Regions from separate parts of the Anas platyrhynchos genome. Here region 2 is linked to region 1. Evidence: chromatin contacts called from public Hi-C data. All regions are on one chromosome and are shown on one strand. Each heading gives the region's core, a stretch centred on a gene start, on an enhancer-like site or on the middle of the called end of the contact. The rest is flanking DNA. Distances are from core to core; before and after follow the strand shown. Region 1 overlaps ZGRF1 (zinc finger GRF-type containing 1). Region 2 overlaps FAM241A (family with sequence similarity 241 member A).

Evidence for each region. Hi-C and Micro-C count contacts between places; a contact is called where the count stands out from the background.
Region 2: a contact with region 1 is called in a Hi-C map of skeletal muscle, with 1.9 times the contacts expected there. The contact joins two enhancer-like sites. A contact is called at or near these places in 2 of 8 Hi-C or Micro-C datasets (skeletal muscle and subcutaneous adipose tissue).

What each region holds. Positions count from the first base shown.
Region 1 is chr4:6,537,983-6,544,598 of IASCAAS_PekinDuck_T2T, reverse strand. ZGRF1 (zinc finger GRF-type containing 1) reads right to left here. Exons shown (of 29, transcript XM_038178366.2): 10 at 5,867-5,972; 11 at 5,674-5,780; 12 at 5,314-5,446; 13 at 3,681-4,348; 14 at 2,523-2,661; 15 at 1,787-1,971; 16 at 1,119-1,306; 17 at 357-496. Among named protein-coding and RNA genes, the nearest start is that of ZGRF1, 9.3 kb to the right of the region's middle. Within about 2 kb of position 4,093, at least 1 of the 8 cell types and tissues checked has an H3K27ac peak or open chromatin away from gene starts, as enhancers often do.
Region 2 is chr4:6,667,516-6,674,350 of IASCAAS_PekinDuck_T2T, reverse strand. The region is part of intron 3 of FAM241A (family with sequence similarity 241 member A); the gene reads left to right. Among named protein-coding and RNA genes, the nearest start is that of AP1AR, 37 kb to the right of the region's middle. Within about 2 kb of position 1,585, at least 1 of the 8 cell types and tissues checked has an H3K27ac peak or open chromatin away from gene starts, as enhancers often do.

The DNA of each region.
Region 1 (6,616 bases), core at 2,844-5,343:
AACATTCTCAAACATGTTTGTTTTTCCCTAATTTCCTTTACATAATCTTCTAGAGCAAAATTAACAAACTAGTAAGATAAAAGTATCAATTCAACACACTTCACCTTTTCATGGAATTCACGCACTCTAAACCTAAGGACATGGAATTTGCTTTTTTTTTTTTTTTTAATTATTTGAACATTTGCAAAAAAAGATGAAATAAGATACTTCATTGCCCTTCTAGAATCATACTTGCATTCTCGGAGTTCTCATGCATTCAGAAAAGGGATTGAGGTTTTAATTAGAATTCAGAACTTCAAAAGGCACAACATGAATCTAAACATGGACTATTCTTCCAATGCTTAAGGTTCGCTTACCTTTGCTATAGATAGAATAATGCTCCTTTCTGCTTAGTTTGAGGTACAATTTATTTTTAGAATCACCATCAAATTTCGCATGTACATTCATAAATTTCTTTAACTTACTACACCGTTGTGTTTGAATTTCATATGCTTTCCTGTTAAATTGTAATTTTAAGAAAAAGCGTGTAATTAATTTCAGGCTCCCAAACGAAAAAATAAGAAAGCCCCACAGACAGGACCAAATTATACCCCACAGACATTGGCTGTTCATCTTGTTATATTAGTTGAGATGCATATATTTAAATCTTGCTGAGAAGTACTTCTCTGATATTCAGCGCAGTTAAATTCTTTCCCTGACAGTTAAGCAGCACAGAGGAGCCTTAGAAATAAAACTCCAACATTACAATTAGAATATGTATGTTATACATCTATTTTGAAAAGCATCACTAGGAGAATAAATCAAAGTCTATTGCAAATTCTCTTACGAAAGATTAAATGAAGGGTAATTCAAACACAACCCATAAGGGTTTTCATTAAGTAGCTGATAAAACTGATGGTAAGCAGTTTTGATTCTTGCTGAAAAGAGTACTGACCTGAAATGCCACTACTGCGAGAATTAATCCTTCACTTATTTGGCTTTTACACTTGTACACAGAACTGCAAGCTCTTTAAACACAGTTACTGAATGTACCTGTTAAATGTTCTCGAAATCCAGAGTTACTAGAATTCTTATAAATCCTGCAATTCACATAACAGGTTTATATCATTTCGGAATACCTCACCAAAAGCTGGCATCCCTCAAAGACAGAAATCTTTTGACTTCGGAGGTACGTCCCAATACTTTTTATATCATGAAGCACTACACTAGGCCTGGATTTTATCTGTGCAGGATTTACTTCTTCTATCCACTTGAAAAATGAACACCGCTCAGCTCTTGGGGCATCACAGGCATAGAACAAACGACCCTAGGAAGGAAGAAAGAAAAAAAAAAAAGAAAGCAAAAAAAGACAATTAACACTATAAAATGAACAAGCAGAAAGGAAAAGTAAAGCACATGATCAGTACCAGCTGCTATACAAATAAGCAGATAAAAATCTGAGATTTCAGCATATTTAGCTGAAAAAATAAGGGTGTTCTGTGAAATTCGAAGTTTCCAAAGCCAGCCTGCATAATCATGGGTTACAAAAATCCAACATAACCTAAAAAAACTATGAATTCAAGATTTTCACATATACAAAACACTTTCTGAGTGGAAAGAGCTATTACATCAGCAGTGCTGGACATGAGCAGATACTGCAACTGGTCTTAAAAGTGATCTCTAACACATCACTTTAAGCTATAATTGTAAATCATGCAGAATTGCCCGGTAACTGTTCAAACCATATGGTCTACATGACAAACAGACAAACACCCGGAACTGTAAACAAGCAAGGAATAAAAAGCACCTTGTTTTGACCTTCTTTTTTCACAGTAACAAGCTTTGCAGGACGCATATGACTGCAGAGTAGGACACCGCTTTCTTTGCTCTCACTTTGCCCATCTTTCAGTGAAGTGTAAAATGATACATCCACTTTGGAAAGAGCATTGTGTAATCTTTGTGACAACTCAAAAAGCATTATGTTTAAATGTTCTTGACATAGAAAGGAGAATAAAAGAGCAATTAGTACAGCCCTGAAATGCTTACACAGGTACACAGCATTCAAATACATTTCACTTGAAACTTTCATTTTTAAACAAAAATGAAAATACTTAATCTGAGTTCTAAAAGAACCCATGTGGCCTGCAAACTTCACATTCTGCACATAAAACCAACTTGTTCTAACTGCCTTACATTCATACAAATCATGTAACTCCAAACGATACAAACACTAAATAAATGTACATTAAAAAAAAAAAAAAAAGAAGTAGCAGCAGCTGAGGTAGGACCATAGACTGGTAAACAGGAGCAAGGTTACATAGTTGAAAAGAAGAGTATTGATCTTTTGTTTTGTCTTTACAATTTCTGGTATAGGCTGAATATATTTGAGTATTTTTTATAGATAGATATGCAAATCCAAATGCTAACAGTCCTTCCAACAGATGATGCTGACGATCTCTCTCCCTCTCGCCCTGTTTTGTAAAGCTTCAGAAATACATTGCTTAAAAATGACAGCATTTTATACTGCATGGTGTTAGACATACCTGTCAAAGCAGCTTTAAAAATCTGTTTGTAGTGAACATGAGACTGAAATACAATTGGTATGGCAATCTTTCTTTTAGGAAGATTAGCATATTTTACCTTGTCCACATTAGGAAAAGACAACTCAGAAACTGTTATTTCCTAAAAAACAACAACAATTAAAAAAGAACTGTTAAAAGTTTTCAAAACCCTGAGTGAGACAAATTTGGATAAATGGCTACCGTACAGATGCACCAAAAGTAGTTTTTCTTCTCTTTTTCTTTTTTTTTTTTCCCCAAGTGTATATTGGATTCTCAATAATGACTATAACCAACAGAAAAATTTCAGGGCCTCGTTCTGCAACCAGAAGTTTCAAAATGAAGCCTGCTGAAGAAGAACCAGTTTTCTAAAAGCAAAATATAATCTTCCTTTTCACAAATTTGTGGATTTTGTTAACTGGAAGTACATAAACTCAGTAAGACTGCCAACAGCAGTAAAATTCAGTACGCATGGAGCTGCAGCAGGGTGAGCTTGAGCTATCATTTAGGATGTACGCCGAAGTTAAAATTTGGCCCTGAAAGAACAGCCTGCATTTTTAAAAACACAGTTTTTTGATTCTTTGTTTTGTTTTGTTGTTGTTGTTTGTTTTTTTTCCCCCAATTTACTCCTTTTTTTTTTTTAAATAGTCTACCGTTCGCAAACAGGTGCACTAACTGCTGATTTTTAGGCCCTTATTCAAGGCCATAATTTGCTTTTTCGTGATTAAAACTGATGATGTTTAAAATATTTCAAAATTAGAGACTATGCTTTGAAGCAAGATATGGGCATTCACGAAAATGTTGCTCTTTCGCAATTAAGAAAAACACTTCTTAAAAACATATTCTTGCAAATCAGTCCAATGGATTTTGTTTCATCTTCCTGCCATCAACATTTGGACTAGAAGTCTAAATCTGGTGCCAATGTACACCAAGGAATTACCTTTGCAAAGGATTAGTCACATCACCTAAAAAAAATCATTAGCAGCTGCTGTTCTGCAGCAGAGACTCTTGAGTTACTACACATATAGAACCATTTCATCCAATCATACTGATAATATCTTGCAGGAAGTCGGAAAAAGGAATTGCTTTGTCCAGAAAAATGTGTTTCTGTCAGTTAAACTATCTGCTTGAACAGTTACACACCTGGACATCTCCTGTTACAGTGTGGCAGCTCAGGTGACTTAACACCTTTTGTGTAGGCTCACCTAAAGGAGCCTGACTTAAGTGCAGAGAAAGTAACTTCCTCTCTGAAATCGAATCTTGGCTGCTGCTCTTTGCACCACATTTACCAAGCATGCTCTTTGCTGTCTGCAGAGGCGCTGGGCCGGGAGCGTTTTCATTCACAGCGCTGCTCTGGCTCTCTCCTGTGTCACCCAGCAGCATTCCGAGGATGCTCTCAGGACAGATGCCATCCATCACTTCCACATCATCGCTGTTTTGAGTTATCAAGTCACACTGAGCACTGCTTTGATATTTCAACCACTTGCTTTGTCTACAGTGCGAAGTCACATTAGGGAACACCGGCTGTACAGATTCCCTTTGTCTGTCTTCCATATACTCTCCAAACACGGAGGTTTCATAATTCCTGTCCTCAGGGCCAGGAGCACTGATAGGAAACACTGCTGACTTGCTGCTAAAACTGACGGCTGAAGAACCAGAAGATTGCTGACTCTTCTCACTGTCGGTTAGAAAAAATTCCACATTGGGAATCTTCTCAGTGGCAGGAACAGTGACAAGTGGAGTTCGTGTTTTAACTGTGGGTTTGAGTCTTGCAGGGCTGCGTTCCTCTGGATAGCTGTGTTTCTCCCATGCTGTAGAGCAAATACGTCCCATAAGTAACTCGTAGCACTTCCAGATAGCACATTAATTTCAGATGCACAAAAAACTATGATAAAGAAAGAATTCCAAGCTCTTCGTTTTACATCCTGACTTCTAATTGACAAGCTCTTTTTACTGTGCCTGTAGAGTGCCCTACTAAATTTCCATATAAAATGAGTGATTTCAAATGTGATCCTTTAATATGTAAATCCATATATCCCAAACACATTTCTGCAGGCACTCTACTTAATAAAAGTAAATGGTTGGTAGAAATTATTTAAACATTAATTTGCTTTGGAGGTTATTAAACTGATATTGTTGGTAGGTCAGTGACAGCTGCCATCTGGAAAGCAATCGGTTTAACATCTCTTCCTTTTTCCAAAAGAATCACCCACAAAACTGTGCAAAATTAATATTAACCGATGGGGATCAATACATTCCTAGTACCACAAGCATCCTGTTGGCTAAATTCATTATCAATAAGAAGTGACAGTCAATGACAGGTGTCCACGTCATCACTGGAAGTGGGTCAGCGGGCAGCTGAATATGGATTTCAGCTAAAGCAGGTAAATGAATGAAAACATTACTATGAATTAGAAGCTTAGCTTACAGCCTTTTTCACCCCTGCACACTGGAAGATTTATTATTTTTTTTGAATAAAACTACATCATTGTACTTAAGTTTCTATCAGGAAAAAACAAGAGGGGATGCAGGGTGGGAAGTATGGAATCCCATGCTAATTCAGCTAATTTGGAAATAAAAATAAAAATAAGAGCTTAAAAACTGAAACACACATATGAAAAAATATGTAACAAACACAAACTGAACTCTACAGTTACCAGGACGTATCTCAATGTATTTTCAATGCCCAGATTTTTTATAGTGCAACTCAGTGTGCTTCAAAAATCATCAAACATTTCCTAGAAAAACAATGTAAACTGCAATTAGAATTTCTTACTGAAAACATTTGCTGAAAGTTCAGAATCACTTGGAAGGTTCCTGTGAATCAGGGGGGTCTGGATGTCCTGAACAGTTCCCTTACTTCCTGAAGCTGGAGAAACTGGGGAAGTCAGTTGTACTGATGAAATCACCTACAGAATGAAGGATTAACAAGGCAAGTGAATGACTGGGTAAAAACCAAAACGCAAGAAACAAACACCCCGACGATAGCTCTTTTGTCACTTTTCTCTCTCTTGTCGTTCTAGACAAATAAAACATCTCTCAGAGTTGAGGTAAAAAAGTAACAAATAAAACATGAAGTTGCTGCTATGAACAGACAGAAACCCCAAAAGATCTCCAATAGACAGTTAGCTCACACCTTGTCAGCTTCCCATGATGACCACTGCATTTGTCCCGGATCAGAACATGAAGGTGAGCCTGACATTACCCACGGTGGAACTTCAGAGTGTGCATTCAGTGCCAGTGCTAGGAAAAATATGCAAAGGACAGAAGTCATGCAGAATAACTGTTCTGAGGCCAATCACTGCCATTCTACTTTTACTTTCACTTACGGGACAGATCTACTATCGATTCTTTAATAAAGTTAGACTTCTTTTCAAAATTCTCCTCTCCAATAAAGTTGGTATCATCCTCATGAAGCCTTCCTGAACCTGGAGACTGTACCAAGAAAGTATAAGTAAAAACTTGTTAGAAATTAAACTTTTAACCTCTTTATACACAGTATCTTTGTGCAAAGACCCTCTTTCTAATTATAAATTTCAGTATCTCTAGCCCATTCTGGAAGTTTAAAAAAAAAAAAAATCAATATATATACAGCAATAGAAAAATAATATTTTATTTAATGTTTCATCTCGTGTTTCTTTACATCCGTGAGGAATAATAATAATTCTTGTAGTCCAAGAAGGAAAGTTTTAACCCCTGTTTTGGAACCACGTAGAAATTAAAGACAAAATTTCCAATCCAATCAATTATACAGTTATCATCTGAAAACAATCATTATAAAAGCTCCTTGCCATTTTTTCACTTCGAGGTATCTGTTTTGTTGTTTTTTGTTGTTGGTGGTTTTTCAAGTGAAATTGATCACAGAATCAAAAAACAATTTACATCTTGCAAACACATATTCCTGTGACAAAGACGAGTAAAAATAATCATGTCTAACTGCAAAAGTTTGACCACAAAGTATTACACTTGATTCTTAGTCATTTTGATATGATTGTGTTACTCTAAAAGTGAATTCTCTTTTGTTCTACGTTTTCAGGACATTTTCTTGCAATAAGGTCAATGAGAATAACTTTGAAAAA
Region 2 (6,835 bases), core at 336-2,835, 130 kb before region 1:
GATTAATAGAGTTTAACTTGTTCAGTGTAACAGATCCAGATACACTAAGCCCTCAGACATCTATTTCCCATTCACTGCTGCAGTTCCTGTACCTGGCTAAGTTCACAAAATGAAACCCATGTGTATATTGAGCTCGAACAAGTGTAAATCATTCAGAAGCTCCAGGTTCCCCCATTTCCTCCAAGCCCCATTCTAGCAGCAATATATAACGTAGCAAAAAAATCAGGCTCCTACAGAAGCTTAGAGGAAAACACCAGAAGTAAAAAACAGTTCTGTAGCTACAGTGATAACAGCCAGTAGGAGGAAAGGCTTCCTCTTCAGGAAGATGAGTTTCCAGCACTCACACTACACACCCTGTCATTCTTGGCATTTTGCATGCCTGCTACAGGAGCAGCTCCTACTGCAGCTGTCAGCGTTCTTCACGACTGCAGGAGTTATGGTAGAAAAAGTAGATGACTGCCTTGACTACTTCTAAAAAAAAATATATATATATATATGTATATATATATAATTTATTTAGGTCTTCTTCCCAGGAGCTTCTGTACCTCAGGTATTGCTGGAAGGAAGGAGGTATTTTTTAGTATGTGAAATTAGGTGTGGAACAGCAAAAAAAAATAATTTTGTCCACCAGGTGGCACTTTGTCATCGGGCCTCTGTTTGAAAGCACCTGGAAAAGTTTATATATGATTATATGAGGTGTAAACTGCTATTGAGCAATGATCAGTGTGTTTCTGGAAATGCAGTCTACTCAGATATCTTCTAGGGAAAAGATTTTGATCTTAATGAAGGGAATGGGATTTTTTTTTTCATTGACTTAAAATAAAAACAGCTTGGCCTCAATTAGGTGAAAGCTTTAGGGAAATAAAATCTATTTGCAGTGTATAGGGCAGACTACATTTTCCCTCTATCTGGTTTGTTAGAAGATATGAGTGCCAGTGACTTATACCTAATGCAGCAGAAAAAGGGAAATGTAAGAATGGTGCAAACTCAGAATTTTGGACAAAGAGCAAGCCAAACAGGTGATACAATTCATTCTGGAAGAGCTTCCTGCACTTTTGGAAAATATGCTAGTAGAGAGTTCATAAACTCTTATTTTGATGCAGTTTTAGTCCAGCACACGTGTTGTCTGATGTTCCTTTCCCAATATAACAGATAGAAGTCAGGCTGCAGACATTAGTTAAGTGTAAAAACATCAGTAGACTGTAAACACAGTTTGAGCCTGAAAACAGCCATTTTAACAGTCATCTGTGCAAAAACTGGAGTTTAGTGTTGTTTAAAACGCTTGATTCTGCCCAGTTTGCATGATTATGTGTGCGCATGTTTAGGTGAAGGCAGCAGCATAAGGCCCAGGTGATGTGCAATACACTGATGGCAGCTGGAACCCAGTAGAACAGATCCACCTCGTTTGGCAGCGGTGAGCCCACACCAGTATCCCCAGCCAGTACGCTCCTGGAAATACAAGTGCAGGTCTCCCTGCTGGAGCCTTTCCATCCTTTCCTCTCCCTCACAGCAGCTCTCTGACGGTGATGGCTTTCCCAGAAGCCAGATGCTGAGATCACAGAGAAGCCCTGCCAAGCCCTTTGTGCTCGGACAGATCTCTGACACTGTCCCAGCTGGTGGTTAGGAACAACACGCTGATGACATGGAATTGGAGAAGAGGTTTAATTTCCAGTCCAGCCAGTCCACATTTTGGCCTTATTTTTCTGTTCGTTTGCATCAAGGGTAATTTGGAACCGTCTGGTGCTGTCCTGCTCAGCTTGCTTTTCCAGGCTTCTCAGAGGCTGCTGAAAGCACCTCTGTATACATTACTTCTCATTAAAGAGGGAAAGTTTCTGTCTCCTTCATGCATGTACAATTATTGAACGTTTCCTGAACCCTGGCAAGTGTTGTTCTGCTGAAAAAGCAGGTTTTCATATCAATCGCTTGTAAGTGAGCTGGAAAAAGGCTGTAGGTGAGCAAGTGAATAATGATTGTAAGAACAAACACAAGAAAATGCTACCTACAGTATCTGGTTCTCTTTCTTAGAAACAATAAAAGGCTTAATCTTGCACAAAGCTGGCATAAGAGTCCCATTTACTCTGACCGATTTCATGCTGTTAATGAGAAGTGTTTCCAAGGCATTTGCTTAAATTAGCTTTTCTATAAGGAAGCGCAATCATGTACTAATTTACACTGCACAGCAGGGATCTGCCTGACCCTGCACTGTCACTGGGAGCAGATGATGATCTGGAGATCATAGGTGCAATCAGTGCCCAGTTGTAGAAATAAGCAACTCAAGTGATAAGCGATTCCCAGAAACAGAGCAGCATACTCGAATCACATGGATGCCATTTCTGATCTCAAGCACTTTGACAGTGGTCTCATGATGAGTTTTAGCTGAGTTGTTAAAAACACACACTGAAATGAAAACTGATACCCAGGTCCTGCCTACAGAGAGGCTGCTTCCTTCAAAATTTCCTCTGTCCCCTGTGCTTAGGGTCCTCGAGATGTAATTGTATTGTTCTTCCTGGCCACGATGAAAGTGCTCTGCATGGATCTCCACTGTACACATCAGATGAACATCTCCTGATGCAAAGTGTAGCTGCAGAGGAACAATTTCTAACATGCTCTTTGCTGTCATCTCCTCTCCCATCCTGCTAGTTCCACCCTATTTCTTCTCTGCCCTCAACCCAGAATTAGTACTGTAATTAGTTGTTAAAGGAATTAAAGGAGAAAATTTCTTATCTTTACCAAATTCCCTCCAAAAGATACTACAGGAGTGGTATTCTAAAACTGAGAATAAGACTATTTCATCATTGTTGCCATGGTGACCAAAACTAGGACAGTAACTTTTTTTTTATTATTATTAGTCGTATTTTAGCTTCCTCTCTCCTTGTGCTTGTCATATGCCAAAGAACTTGGTCTCTGGACAGGAGTCTGACTAACTGCAGAGCACCGAAGAAAATAAATCTTTGAGAGTTTTATGATTGTTTCCCCAAAGAGGAAAAAAAAAAAAAAAAAGAGCAGGGATGAGAGTAAGGATGAGGTTAAGACAGAGGCATTCAGAAACAACATTTTAAGGTGACAAGAAGCAGGTGGCCTTCTTAATGTTTAGGGACTCCTCCTAATGCCACCTGCTGCCAGACTCTTGACCCAGGATCACAAAGGAACACCACCACTACGAAGTCACAGACCAATTTCCCTGGTACATGGTTCCAGATACGTTATATTCCTTTCCAGACTCCAGCTCAAAGCAAGGAGATAGGTGAACACTTGGTTCCCCCTTCAGTCCTGGAGCTGTAAATGGCAATGTCTTTTTTCACATTCTTCATCCCAATGCAAGAACTAAAAACAAAGTTGAAGCCTACATGCATTTCTTACAAGACTATAGGGGCATTTGTAAACTCAATGAAAACCGTAGTAAAAGCTCCTAGTAAAAGCTTTTTAGTGTGCAACCTCATCATTTTATATTTTATAATTTTAAAGACAGTCAGATAGGAAGAATACTGAATTCTAATTGAAAGACTAAGGATCATATAACTGTAACAATCATGCTTCAAACATTTCCTTCAAGCCTCAAAATGCAGTGCTGGTGCCGACTACTCCTCCGAACCAGGAAGGTCATCACAGAGTTTGAACAGAATGCTGAATTAAAACTCAGGGCATGGGTTTGTCAGCTTGCCTCCTTCTTGACTAGGTGCCTTAACTTAATGAGTTTTCATCTCTTAAAATGACTGCCCTGAGTTAGCCTAAATCGCATGGCTATTTCAGCAAATGGTGGGTCAGCAACGCTGGTCTCCACGAGAGAGGCCTGCAGTAAGCTGTCCTACAAAGAATGTTCCAGGATAGCTGCCCAGAGGGGAAAACGAAATCTTAAAAATATGTGAAGTAGCTTTACTCCAGTACTATTACATCCTGCTATTTTCTAGCATTAAAAGCTATGCAGTTTTAGTCGTTAAAAAGGGACGAATGAGGACATCAAAAAGAAAATGAAACTTGGTTGTTAGAAAAGCTATTCAATGACTTCTTTTTCCACTGATTTTCCCTTTGCAATTATTAATTTTCTTTCATCTTGCTCTTTTTTCTTTTTTTTTTTTTTTTTTTTTAATAAGCAAAACAGCCATGCAGTGCTGGAGCAGAAATACAGTTCTTTGGTGGCAATAAATATGCACCATTCTGTTTGAATGTCTCCCCTGAAGTACAAAAAAAATAATAATAATAATAAAATAAATTGAGAAGGCAAAAAATCCTGGGGTATTTTACAAGCTAGAAGGGCTCAGTTGTTTTTTTTCATGAACTACACCAGCTATTGATAATTAGAAGATCAGTTATTTGGGTATGGTAATTATTTCATTGCATATAAGTACAACCTCTAGTGAAGCTGAATCATGATTTCTCAGTTGCTCTTAAATACTTAATAGCTGTTTCTCTGTTGTAAGTCCATGGTAAACTTTTATACTAGCTCCCAGACACCAACATGGAAGGAAAAACAAAGTAAGAAAATAGTGGGCATTTCAAAGCAGAATTCATGCAGTATTCTCAGTGTCGGAATAGATAATATTTAAGCCAGTTTGCTCAGGAGATGAGGAACAGAAGGCTTGACAGCCATGAAAAACTCAATTATTTGGGATTTCTTTGTTGCTATTTTGTTGTTTTTGTTTCTTTTTCCTTTATATTTCTGAGTTTCTCCTTTCCCACTTACTGTGTTTGTCTTTTGTTGCCCTGAGGAGCAACTGTAGTGGCAATAGCAACTTCTTTGCATCTCTTTAATTAAATTGTGGAAAGCACCAGATGCTTACATTTGCAGTCTCCCTTACCCATACTAAAGTACAAAGGAGTTAATCATACAGTGGGCTTTGGTTTACTCTGAACGCAGGCTGGGGCAGCGTTAATTCAGTCATGCCATTTAGTTAAAGTATAGCCTCCCATCACAACAGGTCTCTGCAGCATTGTTCTGCCTTGTCTTTTCATTCCAGCAGAGAAATCTGAATTTTTGGTTCTCTCTGTAGTTTGAATTATTAAAGGCTTGATCCGTAATCATTTCTTCTTGCCCTTGAGTTAAGTGTTATAACTTGAGCCTTAGGAAGTGACTGGTTCGGTCATATTGAAATATAGCTAGGGCTTAGAAACAGCAGGAGAATTTCAAAGGCTGATGGTTCGTACTGCTTTTAACCAGATTCAGAGGTTATTTAGGTGCCCCCATAACCAGGCTCAAAGGTTACTTATGTGCCCAAATGTATGAATAGGCATTCCCGGGAATTTTAACAAACATCTCTGGCCATTTTTTAAAATCCTCGTGTGAGATTATTCGCATCCTGTGATGTCTAAACATTCTTTGACCGTGTCTTTCCAGGGGTACTGCAGCGTTATGCCAGACAAATGTTAGGCAGCTATTTTGGCATACACCCCACAAACAGCCACTGAGTTCACAATCTGTACCTTTCATAACAGAAATCTTATTCCAGTAGTCAGTGGTGCAACTGGGATGCAGATCACTTCCCAGGTCCATTCTCAGGCTGACCAGAGGAGCTTCTTATCAATTCCCCTTTTTACACCCCTGGGATTCCCCTGGGAAGGAAACGCCAGCACCCAAGGCAGGAGAGACCCCACAGCGCTGCAGCCTGTCCCCCCTGGGGGACTTGGGTACGCACTATGCAAGCCACCCCAGTCAGATGAACGTACCCTGCTCGACCTTCCTATCTCACAAGATAACTATCAGGTATTCACAGGGGTTTGTTCACGGGTGAGCTGCAGACCCAGAACTTTATTTAAATGAATGACTGAACAAATATTTTTTTTTTTAATACAAACACATATGAGGAAAACTTGCTATGCTTGGGGACAGTTAGCAAAGGAGAGAGGTAAAATTCATCAGATAAATTTTCCATTATGAATTATTCACATAATTCTACTGGAAACTTTAAATTACTGTAAGATAAAGATCCTAATTTATTACTCCCATCCCTGAAGCATAAGAGTATGTGAGAGCTTCAAATAACTAGGCTTTGTTAAAAAAAAAAAAAAAAGATTGTTTTTTAATTTATTTATTTTAAAGCACATCACATAGGCCTTTTTAAGCCTTTTCCAACTCACTTGGATGAAGTTTATCTGATTTTTAGTTATGTTAAATTAGTTACGGAAAATGAAATTGGGGCCATGTAAACTGAAGTCATCACCAAGCATAGCCCTGACTCATCAGGCATAGCTCGAGTCTTACACACATGCACACAGAGCCTTCTCACAGGCTGCTATTGTCAGAAAATAAAATACCATCTACTGCAGGCAGAGAAAAAAAAGGCCCAGCCAAGCTAAAAACAAAACACAAATTGTGTGTTTTCTGGTCAGCCTTTCTCCTGGTGTCTGTTGATCTGCCCGCTCTGGGGTGCCTGGAAGCCTCCTCAGTTAGTCATCAGGCCATTCCTCTTCATTTTATCTTGTCTGCTTAGTGTTTTTATAAATTAATTGCTATTTCTTTAAGAATATCTGGTTACCACAGCTCCTTCTGCTTGCTTAGATACTAGGAATTTGCATCAGGCATTAACAATCTTCCCCAGTTTTAACAAAAAGACCTTTCCTGCTGCCACGTGCCTAGCATCCCCTTGTTCTTTCTGTTGCTGTTTTATAGACTCAAAAACACTTAAAACCATAATTAATTTGCACACATGAGATTTAACACAGGCACACACACCCGGTACAGTACCCTAATATTCTGGCCTGTCCTTGCTTGCACTCCAAAAACCACACAAGGTGCAACACTGAGGAAAGCGTGGCTCTTCATTTTAGCCTAACACATTTTACATTACAAGCCCATAAGAACTGCCCATAGCCTAAAGATGCTTGCCCTCAAAATAATAAT